2 separate regions of the Mus musculus genome follow, and region 2 is linked to region 1. A link is a contact called in public ChIA-PET data. All regions are on one chromosome and are shown on one strand. The core of a region is the stretch at or near the end of the contact, and the rest is flanking DNA. Distances in the headings are between cores, read along the strand shown. Region 1 has its middle 44 kb from the start of Il7r. Region 2 has its middle 140 kb from the start of Prlr.

The links. ChIA-PET counts read pairs in DNA pulled down with a chosen protein or histone mark.
Region 2: an RNA polymerase II ChIA-PET map of memory CD8 T cells shows a contact between it and region 1, with 27 read pairs. The contact joins two enhancer-like sites. A contact is called at or near these places in 1 of 484 Hi-C or Micro-C datasets (granulosa cells) and 2 of 115 datasets of contacts at active chromatin or transcription factors (CD8 T cells and memory CD8 T cells).

Annotation. Positions count from the first base shown.
Region 1 is chr15:9,570,341-9,577,739 of GRCm38.p6, forward strand. No RefSeq gene overlaps it. Among named protein-coding and RNA genes, the nearest start is that of Il7r, 44 kb to the left of the region's middle. Within about 2 kb of position 1,726, at least 31 of the 459 cell types and tissues checked have an H3K27ac peak or open chromatin away from gene starts, as enhancers often do. A contact at or near this core is called in memory CD8 T cells, where this site is marked.
Region 2 is chr15:10,031,790-10,039,164 of GRCm38.p6, forward strand. No RefSeq gene overlaps it. Among named protein-coding and RNA genes, the nearest start is that of Prlr, 140 kb to the right of the region's middle. Within about 2 kb of position 4,207, at least 16 of the 459 cell types and tissues checked have an H3K27ac peak or open chromatin away from gene starts, as enhancers often do. A contact at or near this core is called in memory CD8 T cells, where this site is marked.

The DNA.
Region 1 (7,399 bases), core at 476-2,975:
GTGGGCCTTCTGGAAAAGTAAAAGCTACTAAGTTGACTTAGGTGCAGGGAGCTGACCAGCTGGTTTGAGATGCCTTGAAGATAGGATATAAAGTTAAATTTGTTGAGAGGGTGAGGTTTGATGACGTGAATAAACGTCTCTGACATTTTGGTTAGCTTTGGAGCCACTCACCATAATGCTGGTTCTTAGAAGTCTTCTTAGGTTGAGAATCCCTTACAGGAACTGAAAATGTGACTCAGAAGCTAGGGATCAGCTCCCAGTCCAACCTCAGGACTCAGAACTGCCTTCAACTACAGTTTCAATGGATCCAACACACTCTTTTCACCTCTGTAGCAACGTGTACACATGTTTGGATTCACACACATCACACACACAGACACACACACAGACACACGCACACACACACACTTAAATCTTAAAATGCCCCTTCTCTCCATCAGGAATGCAGTGCTGATTTCTTCTTTGTTGGCTTTTCATGAAGCCTAGGTTAAAAACATACAGAAATTTAATTGGACTCATTTGGTTCAATTCCACAAGTCTTTTAAACGTGGTTGTTCTAAGTGCCACCACTTTAAAACTGTGAATGGTCTTACTTTTAAAAGGAGATTTTCACATCCACCCACTTGCTCATGGGCAATGACCACCTAAAAGTGTTACCCAAGTATTTGAGAGTAAGAATATTGTCTTCATCGTTTCAAAGCAAGCCCTGCTGTCATGAGAGTACCTACTATTCCTTACTTTTCTTCTGATTTGCTCCTTTCTTCTGGTCACCCTCATTCTTGCTGGTAAAATCTGTCTCTGCTTTCTTCTAGCAGGTCCCTGTCTCTGGTGTGGCTAGAATGTGTGAGGGGGGAAGGACTCAGTCTCTCTTCCTTATCTGCCACTCTTTTGTAGAAGTACCAAGCATCAGATGTTAGGGAAATAGCATTTAGCATATACTTAAATTTTCTCTTTTTATGATGTTTTTTGAGATTATAACACAATTACATCAATTTCCTTTCCCTTTTCAAACTCTCCCATATACTCCTCCTAGCTCTCTTTAAATCCATGGAGTCTTTGTTACTGATTGTTTTTACATGCACATAACTGTAAACACAACCTACTCAGTCTGTATAATATTCCATACACACATACACGCACATATGCACACACACACACACACACACACACACACACACACACGTGTGTGCGTGCGTGTGTATGTGTGTGTGTGTGTGTTTGTGTGTTTCAGGGGTGACCATTTGGTACTGGATAACAAATTGCTGTTTTTCCTATGGAAGACTCTCTCTTCCTCTTCATTGCATTTCTTAGTTGCCTGTAGTTCTTTGTGTCAGATTTCTCTTTCCTGAGGCTATTAGCACAAGAAGGTTGTGGCAGAAGACAAATCCAAGTTGAAGAACACAGTGGCTGTAACTCTGCCAATGTACCTGACTGCTGGGTTCTGTCTGCTTTGTTCTATGCTCAGGATCCATTTTCTATAGGATGTTTGACTCCAGTTTATGACTTCTAAGTTCCAGAGTAGTGCTGAGGTTATGTTCCATCTATGGTGAAAAATCCAGGTTAGTGACAAACAACAGCTTGTTGTCTAGACGACACTGAACCATGGAACATCTGTGGGCTTCATGACTAAATGTCATCTGCTTGTTTCTTAAGGACAATCTAGGAACAGAAAGCTAGGAAGAAAACCCTCCTTGGCTTTGCCTAGGCCACTTCCTCCTGTTGTCTGGGGAGTTGAAAATAGAACTGAGGGCCATCTTGAGTGAAAGGAAGCAACAGTTACCATGTCGCAGGCAGATGGAGGAAGAACCATGTTCATTTTCAGTTTCAGTAATCACCATGTGAAACTCAACTCTAAGAGTCTTTGCTGTGGGATGCTGGAGGCTGGGTTGGGAAACAGGTAGAGAACAAGCAGACAGAAGGAGAACAAAGGGAAGTCTATGCACCTGCATTCCACAAAGCACAGTAAAGAAGGTTTTCAGAGAATGCATTTTAATTTTGCAAGTTTGATTTTACTTTGCAAAGAACAAAAGGCCATACTGGTGTCTGAAAACAAGGTGATTGCTGGGTATGGGGGTGGAGGTAGGTCACACTTTTGGACCATGCTTTCTAGACTCTTAAGAATTCCTGCAAGAGAAAGAGAAGTCTTTATGCTGTGGGGCTGCAGCCTATTTGGAAATGTCTTCCAGCTGTGGTTCCCACATCAACAGTCTGCTCAGAATTAATATCTAAATACCTATTTATTGTCATTTCAACTCCCTTATGCTATCTGTCATCATAGAAAGGGGACTGGCTGCAAAAATCTGAGCTGACTTTTCCATTTCAATTTATTCTTGTGGTTAAAATTGATGGGTAGGTAAAAGTGCATTGCTGAACATCCTCCTTTTGCTACCCACCTTGCAGGCAATTGTGTGATGCATCAAGAGATTGTGAAGTTTGTTTATGTGCTTATTCTCGTAGCCTGTCCTACTTTACCACGTCCAGGTTTCTTCAAGGCTCAACCTCGTCCCACGCAAGAGGCTCAATGTCTTTCTTCTACCCCTCTGTGTTTAGCATGTGCAGGCGATTAGGAAGCTGGCTATAAGAAGAGTTTTAGCTTTATCATTGATCTCGATGTACATCCTTAGACTTCCTGGGTTCAAATGCCTGGCAGTTGCAGACTAGTTAGTCATCATCCGGAGAAGACAGAAACCAATTATGTTATTTATACATGTTGTATATGTGTGCATTAAGTATAATATTCCTGCATATATGCAACCAGCCAAGAGGAAAATAGGAGATGGAGTGTACTAGTTAATCTGCTCAGTTCTGCCTCTGCCAGAGTGCTGCACTGCACTGATGAAAGAGACAATCTTGAATTCAGACTCCCAGAGAATGACATGTAAGGGGGCACAGGGCACTAGAGGGGTTAACAGTGATGGGGTATTGAGATTCTCAATGTGGAGACCAGTGGTTTGTAACTTACTTAAAATGATGTCCTCTGGAAAGTCTGACCATAGGAAAGTGACAAACCATAAGTCATGTAAAAGTCTCGTACACTATATTTATTTATTTTATGCAACGTTGGACCACATAGCATTATAAGACATTTGAATTAATCATTAACATTTAAAACCCAAGGGACTTTGCAAAATGTTCTGAATTTATTTTCAGCTAACATTTGGTAGTTGCCAGTTAACGTGTGCTCTGCCCCTTGTCATGCCAATAGCTAACCTTGTGCTATGGCCCTTTGCCAAGCTCTGTGACCTCCCTAGCTAACCTTGAGCATGAAGCCAATTGCTATTTATCATAAGGCTTGCTCTCCATTTTCAATTAAAGAACTTAAGGAGAGAGTGAACTATATCTTGTACTCCTTAAAAAAAATGGAAACGTTAGAAAAAAAAAAGACTAGGAAATCACTTTTAAAATATTTTGGGGGGAGTTATAATTACAATATTTATCCCTTTTCTTTCTCTCTCCAAACTCTCTTATATATTCCTTCTGCTCTCCTTCAAATCTATGGCCTCGTTTTTAATTGTTATTCCATGTACATATGACATATATGCATGTATATATATATATATCCTGTTAAATAATGTTACTTGTATGCATGTTTTCAGGGCTTCCCATTTGGCCATTGGTGTTCTCATCCTTGAGTAAGAACAACTCTCCTGCTCCCATCCTTCTTTAGTTGCCTATAGTTCTCTGTGAAGAGTTAAGCTTTTACCTATCCATTCTGTCATGTCCTTGTTCAGCTCACCTTTAGGAGGTCATATTGGTAAGACTTTATGGGTATAAGAAATCAATTTCTGCATTTCTGGTCTGTTGCATATTTTGAAGAAGACTACCCAGAAATCTGTATTTTCAGCCCATGCTCCAAATAGCCTCATAATCATGTAATAGGAGAAATCAGAGAAATTTTGCATACTGAATGTGCCTTCATTTGACCACTACATCAAACTTAGATGTATAAAAGAAACCTTTATTATTATGGCTCCTATGTTGCAGTGGCTTTGCTTGAGTAGTAGAGTCTCAGAACTCAGCTCTTTAGAGGTTTAATGTCTAAAATGTTTCTCAGACAAAGGAATTAAACTCTATGCGAGTTTCTTCCTGGTTAAAAATCCCAGATTCTTGCTAAATATTCATGCCTTGCCTCCTTTTGTTATATCCTGAGCATAGTAAAATACACCTTATATAAATGTTTAAAGGCCAACAGTGAGTGTATCTTTATCAAAAATATATTAAAAAAAAAACATTACGTGATAGCTACTTCTACTTCTTTAAGAAAATGTCATCTATTACAACTATGCTCATCAGCTTGAAGGAAGTTGCCTGCTTAAAATATGACAGTGGTCTAGTCTTACATGCCATTTTAAAGGAAGTTTCTAGTCTGTGGTCCTGGCAGAATGAATCAAACTCTTAAATGCAGAAATTCAGAAGAAACATGTAAGGGGTTCTTGTAGCATCTGGAAGCTAAGTGGTGCCTTCCAACGCACGGAGGTAGCATGCCAGCAAAGACTTTAATTTGCAGGGACTTTGGTACGAAATGGGCTCAGACAGTGAAAGTGGAGGGGAAGAAGACTAAGCTCTCCGCCTCCAGAGTACATGGTGAAGCCTGTCGTATACTAGAAGGATGTTGTGGTTTCTGCCTGGTTTGTGGGGGCATAGCAAGGTGAGGATGTTTAAGAAATGGTGAACAGAGTAGCTGTCTCCCTGTGGTTAGCCTGAAGTTAGCAAAAGATACAGCAAGTGTTTGAGCTGAAATGCTCAAGGCACACCTTTGAGCCCCCTGGTCCCCTTTGGGGCTTTGAACTGCAGCCACAAGTCTGGGCCAGCATCTCTTTCCAGATTTGTTTTGAAGCAAGCTTGAAAACAACATTTTCTTTGTACTTATACTTCGAATCTTAGGGTAATCTGCTTGTGACTTTGCTTACGTCTGGCTCAACAGGATGCCCAGAGATGCCTCTGTGTATCAAGGCTTTGTTGTGGAACTGACATGAAAACTTTTGGGAGTAGATGGAGTTGCACCTGTAGGTGACATGATGTGTTTTATTAGGCCAAATCTAGTGAAATGTGAAAAGAGGTGGAATGAATTGCAAAGGGTATCAGGAAAGAGTCATGGCAGCTTTGTTTAGAAAGGAGACAAGCAGGAGAAAGTAAGGTTGGTGGTGGCTTCATAACTGGCCTGATTAGGGTAACACCAGGGTCAAGGTCCTAAAAAGAGATGACTGGAATAAACTATGGATCTCACTAGCTTTCATAAATCCTTGCTTTCTAGTAATGTATACTCTAATGTGGTTCTATGTATAGATTTAGTATAAACAAGTGTGAGGTTAGGAGGAAATCTCCTCCCTACCAAGTTAGTTTACATTTCTAGAATTGTGTTGATGGGAGATGTCTTTTGTTCATGATGGGAGCTTGAGTGCCATTGAGACAGGGGTGGCCATTGTGAGGGTTATCTATCTATAGCAATAGTGACTGAGATTTGGGTGTGAGGGAAGAGGCCGAGTTAGCTTTGAAAGTTTGAATAAGGGAGACTAGGAGAATCTGCGACATTTCCATAACTACAGGACTGGTTAGGAGAACTTTAGAGATGGATGGGGCCATAGTCATCCAAGCAAGTACTTAGCACCTACACCCACTTTACTTCACTGTAATCTTCAAATAGAAAACATCAGGATTGGGTAGAGAAACAGCTTCATGGTGTTATTTTAGTTCTCTAGAAAGGATTTTTCAAGCACTGCTCAGAGAGTACTAGAGGAAGAACTGATACATCCTTGGTGAAGACTGCATCAAAATGGCCCATTAGGTAGAGAGTAGCTAAGAAGAGAGTTGATGGTTCACAACACAATGGCTCACTAGAGATGGGATGTTAGAAGAGTTAAGGCTGCGAAGTACTAGATGACTGTCCTCACACACATCCCTGATAGCTGCTACCCTGCCCAATCAGAGCACATATGTTCGTCTTGCAAGAGGGGCCGTTATCACTCACCACATCACCAAGAGTGGCTTATCCTTAGGGAACACAGAAAAGCTACTTCATCTGAACAGCTTGTGTGGTTTATACTTTTATTTCTTGTCAGCACTTGGTAATCACAGCATAACCCAGATATCCTCTGTCTCATCAAATCTTATTGCTGTTTGATTATTGTTTACATTCTTTCTAAACCCAAACTTTCTCTTCTCAAAGCCAAGGACTTCTGGGTTTCCTTGCAGATATACTGTGATTCTTTTTTAATAGATAACATGTAAGTATAATGATATATAGGTATTATATAGTGTATATATTTAAGACCACATGATATAAAGCATGCAAATATGCAAAATGCATACATGCACATGACTTATATAGCTAATAAACTATAATTCTATGTAACATATTCTATTTATCTGTGTTTATAGCACATGATGTAAAACTGTGTGTCCATGAACTGTGTAGAAAGTTGCTGTTGAGATCTTGCCACAGCAGATCACAGAAAAATTAGCTTATCCCTTATTTTAACTGTTACATTACCATTAGTATTCCAAGGATATCAGCATCCTAAGGATAACATAACACATTATGTTAGGTTAGATTTAGTTTGAATAAAGAACAGCTTTTGGTTTAAGGCACCACTAAGCTATAGTTTCTCCACCTTGTGCTTGTGCAGTTGGTGTTTTATACACAAACAAAAAACGAGGTAAGTATGTGGCTTTGGGGTTGAAAAACTGGCTTCTAGTTTCTGTCTATATTTATAGCTCTGTAACTTTTAGCAGTTACATAAACCTCCTCTGCATTATTTGTCAGTGGTAATCTTATGAATTAGTGAGATTAAATTAGATAAAGAATTCTGTTTTTATTTGTTGGAATGTTTTTAAGACAGATTGGTTGGAGATAACACCTCCTTTGAACCTATGGTAATGACCTCCTAAGGACCTATGGTAATGACCTCCTAAGGACAGTTGCCTGGACAGCTGTTCTAAGATCTGATTCTTTATTGAAGAGGAAGAGATTGTTCCTTGAAGTGGACACAGCTAGATGTGAGGACCTGTAAGCTTTCACAAAACCTGTAAATTTTATGGAAGTGGAAGAAGCATCCAGAAATCGGCTGTGCATAGATGACTTATTCCTAGGACCTTCAGAAATACATGCTGTATGAGCAGAGTAGGACCCACTAAGAAATTCAGAGAACAGCCACAGGAGGGAACCAGGGAGGAGGCCATCACTGAAGCTCAGCAGCCCAGGATCGTCGTTGCTCATTTTTTTATGACATTTCCTTGAGATGACAATTATGATAATTGAATTTAGTTTCTGGTTAATCACGTAAACAGTGTAGCTGTCTATGAGGGGAAATCTTGCATTCAGTTAGACACAAATGCAAATAGTTAAAAGTGTGACTGGTCTAGCAACTCAGGGATGCACCTTTCTTCTTGGCTACTAAGA
Region 2 (7,375 bases), core at 2,957-5,456, 460 kb after region 1:
ATCTCCTTAGATGCTGAAAAAGCATTTGACAAAATACAACACTCCTTCATGTTAAAAGTATTGGAGAGATCAGGAATTCAAGGCCCATACCTAAACACAATAAAGGCAATTTACAGCAAACCAACAGCCAATATCAAATTAAATGGAGACATACTTGAAGCAATCCCACTGAAATCAGGGACCAGACAAGTATGCCCACTCTCCTCATATCTATTCAATATAGTACTCAAGGTGTTAGCTAGAACAATAAGACAACAAAAAATTCAAAGGCATATAAATTGGTAAAGAAGAAATAAAGGCATCACTATTTGCAGATGATATGCTAGTATACATAAGTGACCCCAAAAATTCTACCAGAGAACTTCTCCAGCTGATAAACAACTTCAGCAAAGTGGCCAGATATAAAATTAACTCAAACAAATCAGTAGCCTTCCTTTATACAAAGGATAAACAGGCTGAGAAAGAAATTAGGGAAACAATTCCTTTCACAATAGCCACAAATAACATAAAATATCTTGGGGTAACTCTAACCAACCAGGTGAAAGACCTGTATGACAATAACTTCAAGTCTCTCAAGAAAGAAATTGAAGAAGATCTCAGAAAATGGAGAGATCACTCATGCTTGTATTGGGAGAATTAACATAGTAATAATGGCCATCCTACCAAAAGCAATCTATAGATTCAATGCAATCCCAACACAATTCTTCAAAGACATAGAGATAGCAATTTTCAAATTCATCTGGAAAGGCAAAAAAACCAGAATAGCAAAAACAATTCTTAACAATAAGAGAACAGCTGGGGGAATCACCATCCCTGACCTCAAGCTTTACTACAGATCAGTAGTGATAAAAACTGCATGGTATTGGTGCAGAGACAGACATCAATAGAATAGAATTGAAGACACAGAAATAAAACCACACACTTATTGTCACGACTTTTGACAAAGGTGCCAAAAATATACAATGGAAAAGATAAAGTATCTTCAATAAATGGTGCTGGACTAACTGCCTGTCTCAATATAGAAGAATGAAAATAGACTCATATTTGTCACCTAGTAAAAGCTCAAGTCCAAGTGGATCAAGGACCTCAACATAAAACCAGATACACTGAATCTAATAGAAGAGAAAGTGAGAAAGACCCTTGAACTCATTGGCCCAGGGGAAATTTTCCTACAAAACTCCAATGGTCCATGCTCTAAGATCAAAAATTGATAAATGGGACCTCATAAAACTGGAAAGCTTCTATAAGGCAAAAGACATAGTCAATAAGACAAACCGACAACCTACAGATTGGGAAAAATTCTTCACTAACCTCACATCCGATAGAGGGCTAATATCCAAAATATATAGAGAACTCAAGAAGTTAATCATCAAAAATCCAAACAACCCAATCAAAAAATGTGGTATAGAACTAAACTGAGAATTCACAACTGAGGAATCTTGAATGGCTAAGAAGCACCTAAAGAAATCTTCAAAGTCCTTAGTGATCAGAGAAATGCAAATCAAAATGACCCTGAGATTCCCCCTTATAACAGTCAGAATAGTTAAGATCAAAACTTCAGGTGAGAAAACATGTTGGAGAGGATGTGGAGAAACAAGAACACTCCTCCATTACTGGTGGGATTGCAAACTGGTACAACCACTCTGGAAATCAATCTGGAGATTCCTCAGAAAATTGGAAATAGATCTACCTGAAGAGCCAGCTATACCACTCTTGGGAATATACCCAAAAGATGGCCCACCATGCCATAGGGGCACATGTTCCACTATGTTCATAGCAGCCTTATTTGTGAGAGCCAGAAGATGGAAACAACCTAGATGTCCCACAACAGAAGAATGAATACAGAAAATGTGGTTCATTTACACAACGGAGTACTACTCAGCTATTAAGAATGAGGACATCCTGACTTTAACAGGCAAATGGATGGAACTATCATCCTGAGTGAGGTAACTCAGACCAAACGTAAAAGGACATGCATGGTATGTACTCACTAATAAGTGGATATTAGCCAAACAAACAAACACACACACACACACACACACAAATACAGAATACACAAGATACAGTCCACAGAATTCAAAAGGTCAACAAGCTGAAGTGCCCAAGTGAGGACGCCTCAGTCCCACCTGGGAGAGAGAAGAAAGCACTCACAAGTGGGGAGGGAGGGAGGGACTTAGGAGGGAAAGTGGATGAGGAGGGGAAACCTGATGTGGTATTGGGTGAGAGAAAAGGACTGAAGCCCTGAGGGCCTGCAGAAAGAATGTAAACAGGCAACCTCAGGAAATAGGAGGTTGGGGGGACCACCCAGAGTGCACCAGAGACCTGGGAGGCTAGAGACTCCCAGGACTCACAGGGAGGAACCTTTGAGGAAATGTCTGACAGTAGGAAGAGGGAACTTATGGAGCCCACCTCCATCAGGAAGACAGGACATTAAGTGAGGAATGGGGTTGCCATCCTACTGTCACACCTCTGACCCATAATTGTTTCTGTCTGAAAGAATTACAGGAATGAAAATGGAGAGGAGACTGAGGAAAAGAAGGTCCAGTAACAGGCCCAAAGTGGGATGCATGTCACTGACACTATTATTGAAGCTATGGAGCACTAACAAAAAGGAATCTATCATGACTGCCCTCCAAAAGACCCAACAAGCAGCTGAAAGAGTCAGATACAGATATTTGCAACCAACCAATGAAGAGAAGCAGCTAACTCCTATTGTTGAATTAAGGAAGACTGAAAGTATTTAAGGAGAAAGGCGATCCTATAGGAAGACCAGAAGTCTTAATTAATCTGGACCCCCCAGATCTTTCAAACACTGAACAAACAGACAGCATACACCAGATGATATGAGCCCCCCCCCCCCACACACACACACATACAGTAAAGGACTTCCAGGTCTGTGTTCATTCAGAGATGATGCACCTAACCCTCAAGAGACTGGAGGGCCCAGGGAGTTTAGAAGTCAGATGGGGTGGAGGGTGGAGGCATCCATGTGGAGACAGGGTGTGATGGGGATGAGGTGTGGGATGTAAAGCAGTTGGAAGGTGGGAGGGGAGGGACAGGGAATGGAATATGGAGTGTAAAAAATGAATTAAAAATGAAATGAAATTAAAAAAAAAAAAAAGAAACTAATGAGCTCTGTCAGAGATTCAGGGAGTGCATCCCAAATATCTTAAAATCTTTAATATCTTTTTTGTACTTGAAAATACACCTAGATTAAGAAGAAAATCATTACATGTCCAACATTTAGGGACACATTAATGTTAGTTCACATTAACATAAGTAATATGACATAGTCACACAGAACTGTGGGATATGGGTACTTAGTAGGTTTTACCATATGGGGATGGAATCCAAATCTCAAATATGCTAGCTAGGCAAGTACTCTACCCCTGAGCCGCACCACCAGGCTTCATGATACTTTATGATATTAAGTTAATGCTTTATGCTTAATGTGTTTATTATTAATATATTTATGCTTTCAGAAAACAATTTTTCATAACATTCCAATCAGTGGGTAAATAAAATAAGGTAGATGAACCATTAGTGTTTGAATGTTCTTCCATAGCAATAAACTTATAACTATCTGAATTTAAGATTAAGATAATCCCCACTTATTTTTACTGAACATGAATCAAGGTAAAAGTTGTAGTGTAATAAACTTTATGGGCAACAGAAATTCTTTCAAAAGGCAATTTCTGTAATCAGACTCCAAAGCAAGTATGTGGTGCATGTGAGAAGAAATCCCTGATTGGCAGTACAGTGATGTAGCTGGATGTCTTTTGTTTCCTAAGGACCATCAAGGCATAATACTTAAGAACCAATGTAACTGTTTGTGTAATAATCACCTGCTATGTGTCAGATACTCTACTAAAACCAGAAAATAATAAGTACTATTCTTTTTTGCTCTTTACAACTGTGTTAAGAAAAACAAGGATGTGGTTTTAAAGTGTGAGGCAAGTTTGAGATTACCTAATGACATACTTGAGATCAACCAACTCTTAAGAAGTGAAAACAGGACTTAAAGCTCAATGTTTGACCTGCTAGTCCGTGCTGTTGCACACAGACCTGCCATAGCTCCTGGAAGATCAATTTGAGATGACTGTGCTCCCATGTCTGGCATTTGTTGGGATGAATGTTGTAAGTGCCAAAGCCTCATTTGTCATTTATGTCTGTAGCCACTTGGCATTGTAATTGTTGTTGTTTTCCCTTCTGGAAGTCATCTGATCAGTTGAGAGGTGAGGTATAGCAGGGATCCATTTTGGATAAAAAGGAACACTAGGTTTCAAGCAACTGTGAGCTCCTTTAGGAAAAAGCCGTTTACACATGTCCAAGCAGAGTAATATGTTATGTTGACCTTAGGCTAGGAAACCAACAAAGGGTTTCAGATGTGACAGGATTAAGTAATTTTTCTGTTAAATCTGATGTGTGTCATGCACGGTGTACTAGACCAGCATCAGATTTTCATATAACAAACAAGAATGACTCAACTCATGCCCAATTAGCTGTAAATGGAGAGAAAAGAAAGTCTTAGACAGAACCAAGGATATGATTTCTGTGGGGCACATAGAGTCTATATGTCAGCGTTTCCTTTGTGGACTGGCATCTTATTTACACTTGTTTTTATAAAACAATTAATCAGGGCACATTAGCTCTGTGATAATGGAGCATTCCCAGACTGCATTTGTGATGTGGCCATCTTCACAACTAATTAAAAATTCCTTTCAAATCCTGTTGGGGCCAGCCTGTTGCTCTCACGTCAAGGTTGGAGCCTGGAAGGCAGCCTGGAGCTGAAAGAAAAGAGGGAATCTAGGTGAGTTGAGAAATAACGGAACCAAGACAATCTAGTCTGTTCAAGGTTCAAATTTTTAATGGGGGACATGCTTTATAAAGGAGAGGGGAAAGCCCATTCCCGCCAAATCATCCTTGGAGCCCAGCTGCAGGTGACCACATGTAGGATCTGATGTAGACTCCAGAACAGCTAGGCCAACTCCCAGCAGGGAGCAGCAGTGACAGAACAATAGAGTGATCCAGGGAGGCAGGCTCCACCCTAGGTGATCTCCTTAGTGGTAAGCAAAGTCAAGGTCTGGCTCAGCCTGCTTCAGGCTTGTGGGAGGCTACAAAAGCCATCTAACATTTGACTCTAAACCATTGGTCTCTCTATTGAGGTCAATATTAAAACAGGTATCAACTTTAGGAGAACATTACCACTCATAAATAATCAAGCCTCCAGCTTCAGGAATATTTTTCAAACCCTTGTAGATGAATACAAGCTTTGGTGTTCCTCGGTGAAGAAAAACAACCTGGTGCCAAGTACAGAAGCTTCCAGAAAAAATGGAAGAAATTTTCATTATACCAATCTACTTGTGACAAAAAGTCATTTTAAAAGTCTTCTTTTATCCTTTAGAAATGAAGAGAGTTAATCAGGGTGGCCCATTCCCACAATAGTAGCTATTTTAAGTATTTGGGAGGCTGAGATAAATACAAGGGGATCCTAGGTTACCTAGTCAGTTCAAAACCACTAGATGAGATCTTATCTCAAAATATCAATTTTATAAGTAGACTATAGCTCAGCTGGTAGAGTGCTTGCCTGGCATATGGAAGGCTGTAGTTGTTTTCCAGTACTGTTCCAAAGAATAAATACAAAAAGTCAAGAAGAAGAGATCAACAAAGAATCCCAAATATAAGACATAGAGATTCAACTAATTCAGCACAGCTTAATGGTGTCAAATATGTCACAGGAGGCAACATGGATTGGATGTGTAAAAGTCCTGCTTATGAATGGACTATGGAAGTTTAAATGGAAATGGCCCCTATAGGCCCATAGAGAGTGGCATTTTTAAGAGATATGTACGTGATGGTGTAGGTGTAGCCTTGTTGGAGAAAGTATGTCACCAGGTATGGGATTTCAGTTTCAGAAGTAGTCTAGTTCTCTCTCTCTCTCTCTCTCTCTCTCTCTCTCTCTCTCTCTCTCTCTCTCTTTCTCTCTCTCTCTCTCTCTCCCCCTTGATACCAATCCAGGTGTAGAACTCTCACCTACCTCTCCAGCACAATGTTTGAGTGCTACCATGCTTGCTGCCATGACAATGGACTAAACCTCTGAACTGTAAGCTAGACCCAATGAAATGTTTCGCTTTCTAAGGGTGGCTGTGATCATGGTGTCTCTTCATAGCAATAGAAACTTTAAGACAATGGGCTTTGATCAAACCTATCATAAAAATGGTCTCACATAAATCCCATTTTCTATTACATGCCAAAAATTCTTAGGCTTTATCTGGAATAAACAAAGCAATAAAACACAACAATAAAAAAAAATTTGCCCATTTGGGGCAGAAGCAATCTGTCTCTTTCTATATAAGTAGTAATAAAAGTGAACCATTCACTTTTGAAAAAATTGTGGTAAGCTGAAATTTTATAGATTACATTTCAGAAGAATTTTTATTCAGTAACAAGAAACGTAATGTACTCAAATTTTATATTCTGTATATTTTGGTGATGTTCCTGATGACAAAACACAAGCATTATTCTTCTTGTGGCTAGATGTTAACCAGGACAGACATGGTATCCTTCCTAGTATGTTTTAAGGGACAAATTACCTCGTATTTATGTTATATTATATTATTTATTATATTCTTCTGTTTTTCTATTGCAACTATAACATTTTTTGCATATGAAAATACAGATTTCTCTGAGCCATTTGTTGAAGATGCTGCCTTTCTTTCAGAGTGGATTTTGGTCGCCTATCAGGTAACTGAAAATGTGTGTAAAAATAAATGTTATGTATTGTTTAACCCTTAAATATATACCTACAATTTTTAAGAAAAAGTTGAACACTATGCATCACCTAAATAGGACTGTCTTCATGTCAACTTTTTATCAAGCTGTTTGTTACAGTAACAGAAGACAAGCAAATTAATCTTAAGAACACACTAGAAAATAAATTCAACAGAGAATTCCTGGAAATAGAATTTAAACTCACACAGAAGTAGTGCCTTAACCTTTCAGGGTCATTGCTTTTTTTTTTTTTTTTTTTGGAGAATCCACTGAATTATTTAAGATGGACTAACCATAAACTCCTTGGTGTATGTTTACACAGCTAAGAAGGAACAGCAGGTGTTTCAGTGGCCCTGGTGTTAAAATTTTAGTAAACTTAAGAACAATTAAGGCAAAATGGGTTGTAGTTTGATCTCAAGAACTTAGATTATCTTGCACTCAGTTATCTTCTATAAAAGCATTTTATATCAGATAGTCCAAAAGTAGGAACCTGGAATAATATTCCTGAGAGCTTGTTTAACAAGACTATAAAAGGAAAAGAGACAAAGTTTTAAATAAAAAGACACAAAAACCCCAATGTTGAAAGAGGAAGTTGCATACCAGG